2 separate regions of the Mus musculus genome follow, and region 1 is linked to region 2. A link is a contact called in public promoter capture Hi-C data. All regions are on one chromosome and are shown on one strand. The core of a region is the stretch at or near the end of the contact, and the rest is flanking DNA. Distances in the headings are between cores, read along the strand shown. Region 1 overlaps Rnf144a (ring finger protein 144A). Region 2 holds the start of Grhl1 (grainyhead like transcription factor 1).

What was found. Promoter capture Hi-C pulls out the DNA fragments that hold promoters and counts their contacts.
Region 1: a contact with region 2 is called in a promoter capture Hi-C map of liver, with 2.5 times the contacts expected there. The contact joins the enhancer-like site here to the promoter of Grhl1 in region 2. A contact is called at or near these places in 6 of 39 promoter capture datasets (the 3T3-L1 cell line, cranial neural crest, frontonasal cranial neural crest and 2 more) and 1 of 115 datasets of contacts at active chromatin or transcription factors (memory CD8 T cells).

What each region holds. Positions count from the first base shown.
Region 1 is chr12:26,396,591-26,400,781 of GRCm38.p6, reverse strand. All of the region lies in intron 2 of Rnf144a (ring finger protein 144A), which reads left to right. Among named protein-coding and RNA genes, the nearest start is that of Mir6538, 16 kb to the left of the region's middle. Within about 2 kb of position 2,026, at least 49 of the 459 cell types and tissues checked have an H3K27ac peak or open chromatin away from gene starts, as enhancers often do. A contact at or near this core is called in liver and memory CD8 T cells, where this site is marked.
Region 2 is chr12:24,569,768-24,574,263 of GRCm38.p6, reverse strand. Grhl1 (grainyhead like transcription factor 1) reads right to left here and starts at 1,977. Exons shown (of 16, transcript NM_001161406.1): 1 at 1,806-1,977. The coding sequence starts at 1,825.

The DNA of each region.
Region 1 (4,191 bases), core at 777-3,276, 1.8 Mb before region 2:
TTGGTCTTCTTGCGGATCCCCCAACAACTGGAACAGGGCTGTCCCTAACTCTGTTGCCTGCCTCTGGATCCCATTCACCTCACTGGTGTATCTCTCTGTGTGTGTGTGTGTGTGTGTGTGTGTGTGTGTGTGTGTGTGTGTGTGTGTATCTCTGTGTCCATGTGTTTGTAGGTCAGAGGACAACTTGCACTAGTCAGTCCTTTTGCCATGTGATTTCAAGGGATTGAGCCTAGGTCTTCAGGCTTGGTGCAGTTGACTTTACCCACTGATCCACCCTGCCAGCTCCCCACCAAAAAACTTTTAAATGTAAATTAAGGTTCATCCCAACACATATAATGCATTATTTCAGACATGACAAGCATTTCAGCGGATGAGCCAGAGGTGAGCCAGAGGTCTAAGATAGGCATTTTGCAGTGGTGGTTTAGAGAGAAATGAGTTATCACCTTGTCCTGCCTCAATGGGAGAGGATGCACCTAGTCCTGCGGTGATTTGATGTTTCAGAAAGGGTTGATACCCAGGAGGGCCTCCCCCTTCACAGAGAAGGGGAGGACGGTTGGAGGGAGGGGCTATGTGAGGGGGTTGGGAGGAGGTGATGGAGAGGAGGGGAACTGTTACTGAGATGTAAAGTGAATAAGTGACTTAATTAATAAAAAACAACAATAAACCAAACCAACCAACCAAACAAACAAACAGAAAAGAGGCTGAGCAAACCATTGGGAGCTAGTCAGTAAGTGGCGCTCCTCCATGGGCTCTGCCCTGAGTTTCTGCCGTGACTGCCCTCAGCTACAATGAACTGGAAGTATGAACCAAATAAGCCCTTTCCTCGACGAATCGATCACAGAGTCTATGACAAAACAGAAAAGCACACCAGGATCACTCTCAAGTTGCATTTCCGAAGGTTGTAAGGGCCTCCTGTTCCTCTTTGCTCCAGAGGACCACTTACAGGAGGAAGAGAAGTTCAAGGATGGACCTTTGGAAATGGAGGCGTGAGATAGATTTACAGACACTGTTTAGATTTACGACAAAGAGCAGGCACCAGAAACTCAAGGTTAATGTTGCTTGGTCCCTCAGTAAGCACACTTGGTTCACATTTGCCTCATAGGCATCCTATGGAAAGCATAAGTTGTCTCTGTGGGCAGCATGGGATTGCTGATGCTTTCTGATGCGGTCGGCAGGACCGGCCATCTGGCCAGCTGGGGGTTTTTCTCACTCTTTCCCGCATTATCCTTTCTGCCTTTCTCTCATGCCTCAGCTATGCAGAGACTGCCATTTTACATAAGGTCTGGTGCATCTGCAGATTTTGGTGTCTGTGGGAGGAGGCAGAAGCTGGGGCCATCATCACTGGCTTGATCCCAGGTGATAACTATATTCCATTCCACAGTGAAACGTATTATTGTAGTTTGAGATGTTGACCAAATTGTAAATTATACCTTATTTTGTATGCATATATGTATGCCTTTGTGTATGAAGGGATATGTGACTGTGTGTGTGTGTGTGTGTGTGTGTGTGTGTGTGTGTGTGTGTGTGTGTGTGTATCTCTGTGTCCATGTGTTTGTAGGTCAGAGGACAACTTGCAAGAGTCAGTCCTTTTGCCATGTGATTTCATGGGATTGAACCTAGGTCTTCAGGCTTGGTGCAGTTGACTTTACCCACTGATCCACCCTGCCAGCTCCCCACCAAAAAACTTTTAAATGTAAATTAAGGTTCATCCCAACACGATATAATGCATTATTTCAGACATGACAAGCATTTCAGCGGATGAGCCAGAGGTGAGCCAGAGGTCTAAGATAGGCATTTTGCAGTGGTGGTTTAGAGAGAAATGAGTAACAGACCAGGAAGGAACCCTCCTGTTATTAAACTAAACAATAGTGCAAACATCAGCACTGTTTCAGGAGGGCTGCTGGTTGGCTCCTGTGAGGTCAGGCCCCTGCAGATCTGTTTGTGATGGTGAACCTGAGAAGGGAGGCAGTGACCTGCAGAGTCAGCATGCAGGGCACCTCCCCGTGTGGCTGCTGTGGTCAGGATTGTGCAAGATGTGGCAAGATGAGGTCAGAGAAGAGGGTCTTGCCCAAGCTCTCAGCCCCAGTGGGACTTAAGTGGAGGCCTTTGGCTTCTGCAATTGTTCCCAATTTGTTCATCTATATAGGGAGAATGCTACCACCGTTATTTTAGTCATGGGGCTCCTTAGAGGACTGAAGACATCATGCCTCTAAAAATGTAAAGGCAGACGTTAAAGTGAATCCAAGAATACCTCCTGGTGGGAAAGGGTGAGACCTTATCCATAGCAATGGAGAGAGCTGGGGTCTGGAGTTGTAGCTTAGTGGTAGAGCGCTTGACAATTGTCCCTAATTCCTGGGACCCATGGCTGGCACTGCATAAAATGAGTCAACAAATAGTAGAAATTAGAAACTGCTCATTACTTTCTTTAGTTTTCAGCTAAAGGTAGAAACACATACATGAATAATACCCCATGCTCTCCTTATTTTTTAAACATATTCTTTTTGTTAAGATTGCAGTGATATCTGTAGCCCAGGAATGATGTGTGTGTGTGTGTGTGTGTGTGTGTGTGTGTGTGTGTATGTGTGCATGCACATGCATGTGCATACATGCTTATGCACATGCATTTTTGTAAGCATCCTCTCTCTCTCTCTCTCTCTCTCTCTCTCTCTCTCTCTCTCTCTCTCTCTCTCTCTCTTTTTCTTCCCCATTTTGTTCATGCACAGATTCTTTCTCACAGTGTCTAGGGTAGACTGGACATCTCCAGGGTTTCCTGGGTATCTTTGGTCACTGGTCTGGGTTGTGAAGAAGGAGCACGCTTGGGATGGTCTCTTGGTTCTTTTATTTGTTTGCTTGTACATTCACGTGTAGCTCTAGGCTTAGGATGTCACATGGGAGCCAGAGTTCAGATGGGAGGCTGTGGATCAAAACGATCAAGGTGATTGTTAGTGGTCTTCAGATCATCTTGGCCTGCTCTATTTTTCTGCCTGCTGGATTTGTCCATTTAACACCCATAGGTGGTGTTAAATCGACTTAATGGCTGCTTCTCCTCTGTACTGGTATCAACTTTGCCGTATGAGTTTTGGCACACCGTTGTTGAGTATGTACATGTTTTTATGTTGTGTGGTGGAATTTGCCCTTTTATAGTTTGCATCACAACAGTTCCCCTTTGCATTGAACTCTTGCCGTTCAGTTTTCTTTGGATTAGCTTTGGCATGGAGCACGTGTCTCCATCCCTTAACTTTTAATCTGCTTCCGAAGCTTTTCAGCGAGTTTCTCATAAACAACGCAATGGGCAGCTGTAGTTTGCTCTTGAGCTCATTCTTGTACCCATTCAATAGAATACTTTTAATTTGAAGATTTCATAAATATATACAATGTATTTTGAATATATTCATTCCCTACATCTCTTCTTAATTTCTCCTGAGTTCACCCACACCTTCCATCCCCTCCTAACTTTGTGCCCTCTTTTTTTTAAAATTTAATTTAATAATGCACAGAATAATTTTTGCTGCTCATATACTCCTGTGTGCAGAGTCATCTGCAGGGGCATGATGGACCTATTAGAGGTCACACCCTTAAAGAAGATGAACTCCCATCCCTTGGAAGCCATCGTTGTCATTTTCTCAGCTAGGTGTAGGGGCTCACAGTCCCCTCTATCCTCCCTACTGGAATGTCACCTGGCTTGATCTTCTGTTGGAGCCACCACTGCCCTGCTGTGAGTTTCTGAGTGCAGTGGTCCTATGATGTCCAGAAGACTCTGTTCCGCTCCCAGCTGCAGTCTCACAGACTTTTAAATCTCTGTTCATTGCTCTGAGCCTGTGAGTTGGGATAAAGATCTGTGACCAAGAACCACACAGACACTTGCTCACTTTGAGAAGTTGTGATTTCTGATTAACCGCCACTCGCTGCACAACCGCTCTTGGATGAGGTCTTTTAACTGATCTTTTTAGGCAAATCATGTTTAACATGATTTTTTGATATGATTGCCTAGGAGCTCTAATACCAATGGATAGCTATTTTCAATTCATTGATTTCTTTTCCTTTTTGATTTTCCTGTTTGTATATTTATGGTATTAGCAGGTTTTGATTAGCCAATTGATCATACCTTATCAAACTAAATGAAGCTGGCATCTTAGGTCTCTACCCTAATGTGCCATTCCTGTCCCCAGCAGTGCCGAGTCACAGTGTCCT
Region 2 (4,496 bases), core at 728-3,227:
GAAAAATCCAGAAAACGAATGGTGAATTTAGTGGCGCTTTACAGAAGGTTTAATTTAAATAATCCAAGCAAAGTCTACTGATTCCAGAACCTGGAAATGTCAACAGTCTCAACAACTGTCCAGCCGGTACTGTTTAATAAGTCAATAGAAAGAAAAAACGGAACATTGACTTCAGCAAGACGAGGCAGTACTTTTGTGTGTGTGAGGGAACAAGAACGGAGGTGTCTGGAACTTATCTGAATTATGGCTGTCCTGGCCCAGGTCTCGTTGCAACACACGAATGAAATATGTAAATGGCCTGGAGGTGACCTACCTTTTCTAAAAGTGAGTGGAGAAAGTCTGATTATCTTCTCAAGTAATCAACAAAGGTTAGGGCTTGGCAGTCACCCAAATCCTTCAAAAACAGATATAGGTTTAGAAGAAGAAAAAAAAGGACATCTTTGAAAAGGGGAGGAAAAAAGACGAGTCTGAGGGCTTACATCTGGAAGCAGCTTATTATTTTGAAACATAAAAAGAATCAAGAAGGCTTATCTTTATAAATCTCAAGTTTTATCCGAAGAAAGCAATACACAACCTAGCATTCCCCGCAAGCAAGCCTTTGGGTCCTGAGGCCGATAGAGATGGCGGTTCCGGTTCCGTGGTGAGAGTCTCTGGTGTACTGCTGAGCTATTATTAATAGTCTAATAGCCACTTCCAGAAGACTCTGACAGCAGTTGGCTCGCTCAACAGTCGTAATGCTAGTTTTTCAAGCTTCCCTTCTCCCATCCCATCCAACATTGGTACAAGCATCAGAAAATAAATATTTTCCAAGTGGCTTTATGTCTGCAATTACCCTGAAGGCATTTTATATTTCCAAAGTATGCCTAAGGCCAAGAGGCTGGCACTGGGACTTTTGCCTAGTCAGTAAGTAGAGAAATAAACACATGAACAATTGCAGCCCACTTCTTCAAGAAGAGCAAGTTGTTGCTCCGGCCCTGAAGGTTCATGGGTGTTTTCAAATGAGCCTCAGACCTTCAAGAGTTATAGGTCAGGATTCTAAAAGGAAAGCCGAGCACTACCTGAACTTCATTTTCTACAAGACAAGATTAATCTCTTACTGATTCCACACTCAGCTAACCTTCATCAGAAAACAAGCATGAGAAAAATCCACCCTTAACAAGTTAACTATGAAACCAATTCTTCACTCCAGATTTACTGAGCCGAGATAAGACAGACTTGATCTTTCAGAACATCTTCATATTTATAGAAAAGTTGCGAGTAAAATCGAGAACTGCCCCCACACAAGTCCTGCCAACGTCTGATCACATCTTACATCATCACTGAACATTTCTCGCTGCTTTCTTATGTCCCAAACTCTAAAAAGCAATCCCGATTCGACAGTGGTCTCTAACTTTATCACCCTGCGTGCAGTTTCTTCCTCTTGATATTCCCAAACGGCAAAAATAGTCTTCTGTAATTACCATCGGTGATGCAAGGGCCCAAGAACACCCACAGCAGATTTCTCACACAGCAGCCGGAGTGAAGAAAACGCGCGGGCAGCGGACACTTCAACCTTCCCCTAGATCTCTCGCTCCGGCAGCTCCGCAGGTGACAGGAGGCTGCCCAGGGTCCACCCGTCCCCACCGGTCCATGAGCGCGGGGCCCGGGAGCCCGGGAGCCCTTAGACGACAGGCCGAGTGTCCCCCCCCACCCCCTAGCCTCGCCCCACCCAGCCTGTCCTCCCAGCTCCCGGAACCCGCGCCGTCGCCGCGGCAGGTGCGGTGGCCCCCGGGCCCTGGCCGGACTCGCGCCCGCGCCTCACTCACTTGTCGTACTCCTGTGTCATCGCGCTCGCTCGCCGCTGCCGGGCCGCAGAACTGGACTTTCGGGTTGGGACAGTACACCCGATCCGGGGGGAGGAGGCGGCGGCGGGCGGCGCGCGGCGGCAGGCGGTGGGTCCGGAGCGGCGGCCCCGACGGGTTGGGTTCGCTTTTCTCGCTCTGAGCCGGCTCGGCGCGGGCTGCGCGCACTGGGCGCTGGGCTCGGCCTCCCATTGGCTGGCGGAGCTCCGGCCCAAGGCGGAGCTTCTGGAACTGGGAGGAGGGAGCTCCTCCTGATTGGTGAGATGGAGCTCTGGGGAGGAGCCTGGGGGCGGACCGGAGGGCGGGGGCCACGCGGTGCTCGGCGGTGCTCAGCGGCGCTGGGGAGCTTGCGCGCGGCTGGCCCCGGTGGCGCCGGCCGGTAGTGCCGCCGGCGCCGAGAGGCTTCGGCGCACACCCGCGTGGGCGCGTTTCACCTTCCAGTTCTCTCTCGCGGTCAGTTCTCCGGCCCCAAGGCCTCTGCCTGGGAAATACCTAGGGAATTTCTTTGCAGCTGTGCAGGTTTGGAGGTTTCCTTCTGGTTCATCTCTCAGTGCCCACCATGTGACAGTCGCCAATCTGCACAGCCTCTTAATAACCCACGTTTCCCCGGCCAGCGGTCCCTGTTTATTGGGCACCTATCAAGTGTCAAAAGCATCACTCTAAGACACCTTCCCAAGCCCCAGAGGTCCCCACCAGCCTCCTGAGGGCATCTGAACTTGCTTGGCTCTTCATCTGCCCAGCGCTATATTTGGACTTTAGCATCCTCAACCCCTACCTACTACCTGTGTGGTCTTTCTGTTTGGCCAGCTCCAGATTGGCTTCCACTTTTTCCTCCCATATCCTAACCCCTTTTTAAACCATTTTCCTATGGGTCGGTTTCTTTAACCTCAGCCTCAGGCCTACAACAGTAGAGACAGGGACCTAGACAGAGAGGACAAGGCAGAGACAGAGCAGGCAAATTTTCCTGCCTCCTAGAGCGTCCTACTTTGAGAGTCACGGTGACTCCTTTGGTGTGCGGAGAGAGATGGCACTCTTTGCAGGTGGATGGGGAAAGTAGAGTGGAGCTCTCTGGGTTTAAAGATGTAGATGGCGAGGGGGTGGGCATAAGGGTGAAGGCACAGCTATAGACCGTGATAGAGGAGACACGAGTGTGTCCACTGAGGAGCTAGGAAAGCAGTGTGGCCAGAGAGTAACTGGGCACTGGTGCAAACTGTAGAGCCCCGCGGGTTTCTGTAAGGCCTTAAGTGAGGAAGCTTTGAAGGACTTGCGGTAGGGCATAGACAGACTTCACTCGTGTTTTCAAATAATCTGGTCACTGAATGGTAGGGAATCAGCAGGAGGCAATTTCAAAAGAGACAAGCAAAAGATAAATAGTAGCCAGAAGCATGACCCGGGGTGATGGGACACTGAGAAGGGTTTGAATTCTAGATGCCTCTGTGTTCAAACGAACAGGATTCTCTGAGACCCAAAGGGCAGGTTAGAGAGCACCTCTGACAGATGGTGTGCAGACAATCCCAGGACTCAGGAGTTGAGGCAGGAGGCTCTCCAGTTCCAGGCCAGGCCCAAAGTGAAACTTTGACAACAGCAACCAAAGTCATTCTTGTTCAGAACGACCAGAGGTTTCAGCTGAGCAGCTGGATAGAGTGACTGCTGCCTCTGAGATGGCGAGGGACAGCAGACATAGCAGTTTATAAGTGGGCAAGGGTCCTGTTTAGGATGTGCTAAGTTTAAAATTCATTTTCCTTCTGAGTACATGAGTCACGCAGATGGATACTAGACTGGAGTTCCAGTGGGAGATCTGGACCAAAAATTGACCTCTGGGCAAGATCATCCTGAGGGAAGAATTCAAAGCCTTGAAATGGCTGAAGCCCTAAGGCAGGGAGGAGCCCCTGGGTCCTGGAGCCTCCAACATCAAAGGCTCAGAGGGAGAAGAGCCAGGAGAGCAGAGAGGGCAGTCAGGTGAGCTGGGAGGCCACTGAGAGATGATGGACCAGGGAGACAGGTGTGTTCTTGCTAAGGGCTGACCATGCCTTTGTCCTGTGCTAGCTGCCTCTCACCTCCCAACCCTGTGTTCTCAGTTCTCTGAGGTGCTAGCGCTCTAGTCAGTAACCACAGACATGATGCTCAGAGCGGTTTCCAGCCTCTGTGCTCAGCCCTGGGGCAACTCTGGGGCCTGGGGCCTGTTCTTTCTTTACTTGATAGTTTCAAATTTAAGAAAATTATATATGTATGCATACACACATAAGCACAAATGCACACCAACACAGACATGTCTCCATACTCTTGCCAGGGTGGCCCTTCCTAAAACACCATCCTATGTCATCCCCAATAAAGCCTTCCCTTCCCAAGTCAGCTGATATCCTGGAGGTTGGCAGACACCACTTTGCTCAGACACCACAGACTTGGGAGCACTTCCACACCCCTATCTGGCCTTCCCGAGCCTTGGCCCAGTGAGCCATCCACAATGCTGACAGCATAGTTCCAGCACGTTTACCATGCCCTGTTTGCCATGTCTGAGATCTTATGTGAGCTTTCCCAGAGAAGGCATTGTTTTGTCAGTGCTGGGTCCCCAGCACTGGTGTGTATATGAAAAATTTCCTGGAGACAGTTATCAAATGGCACAGTTTTCTGTAGGCCCCCAAGACCCTGGATTTG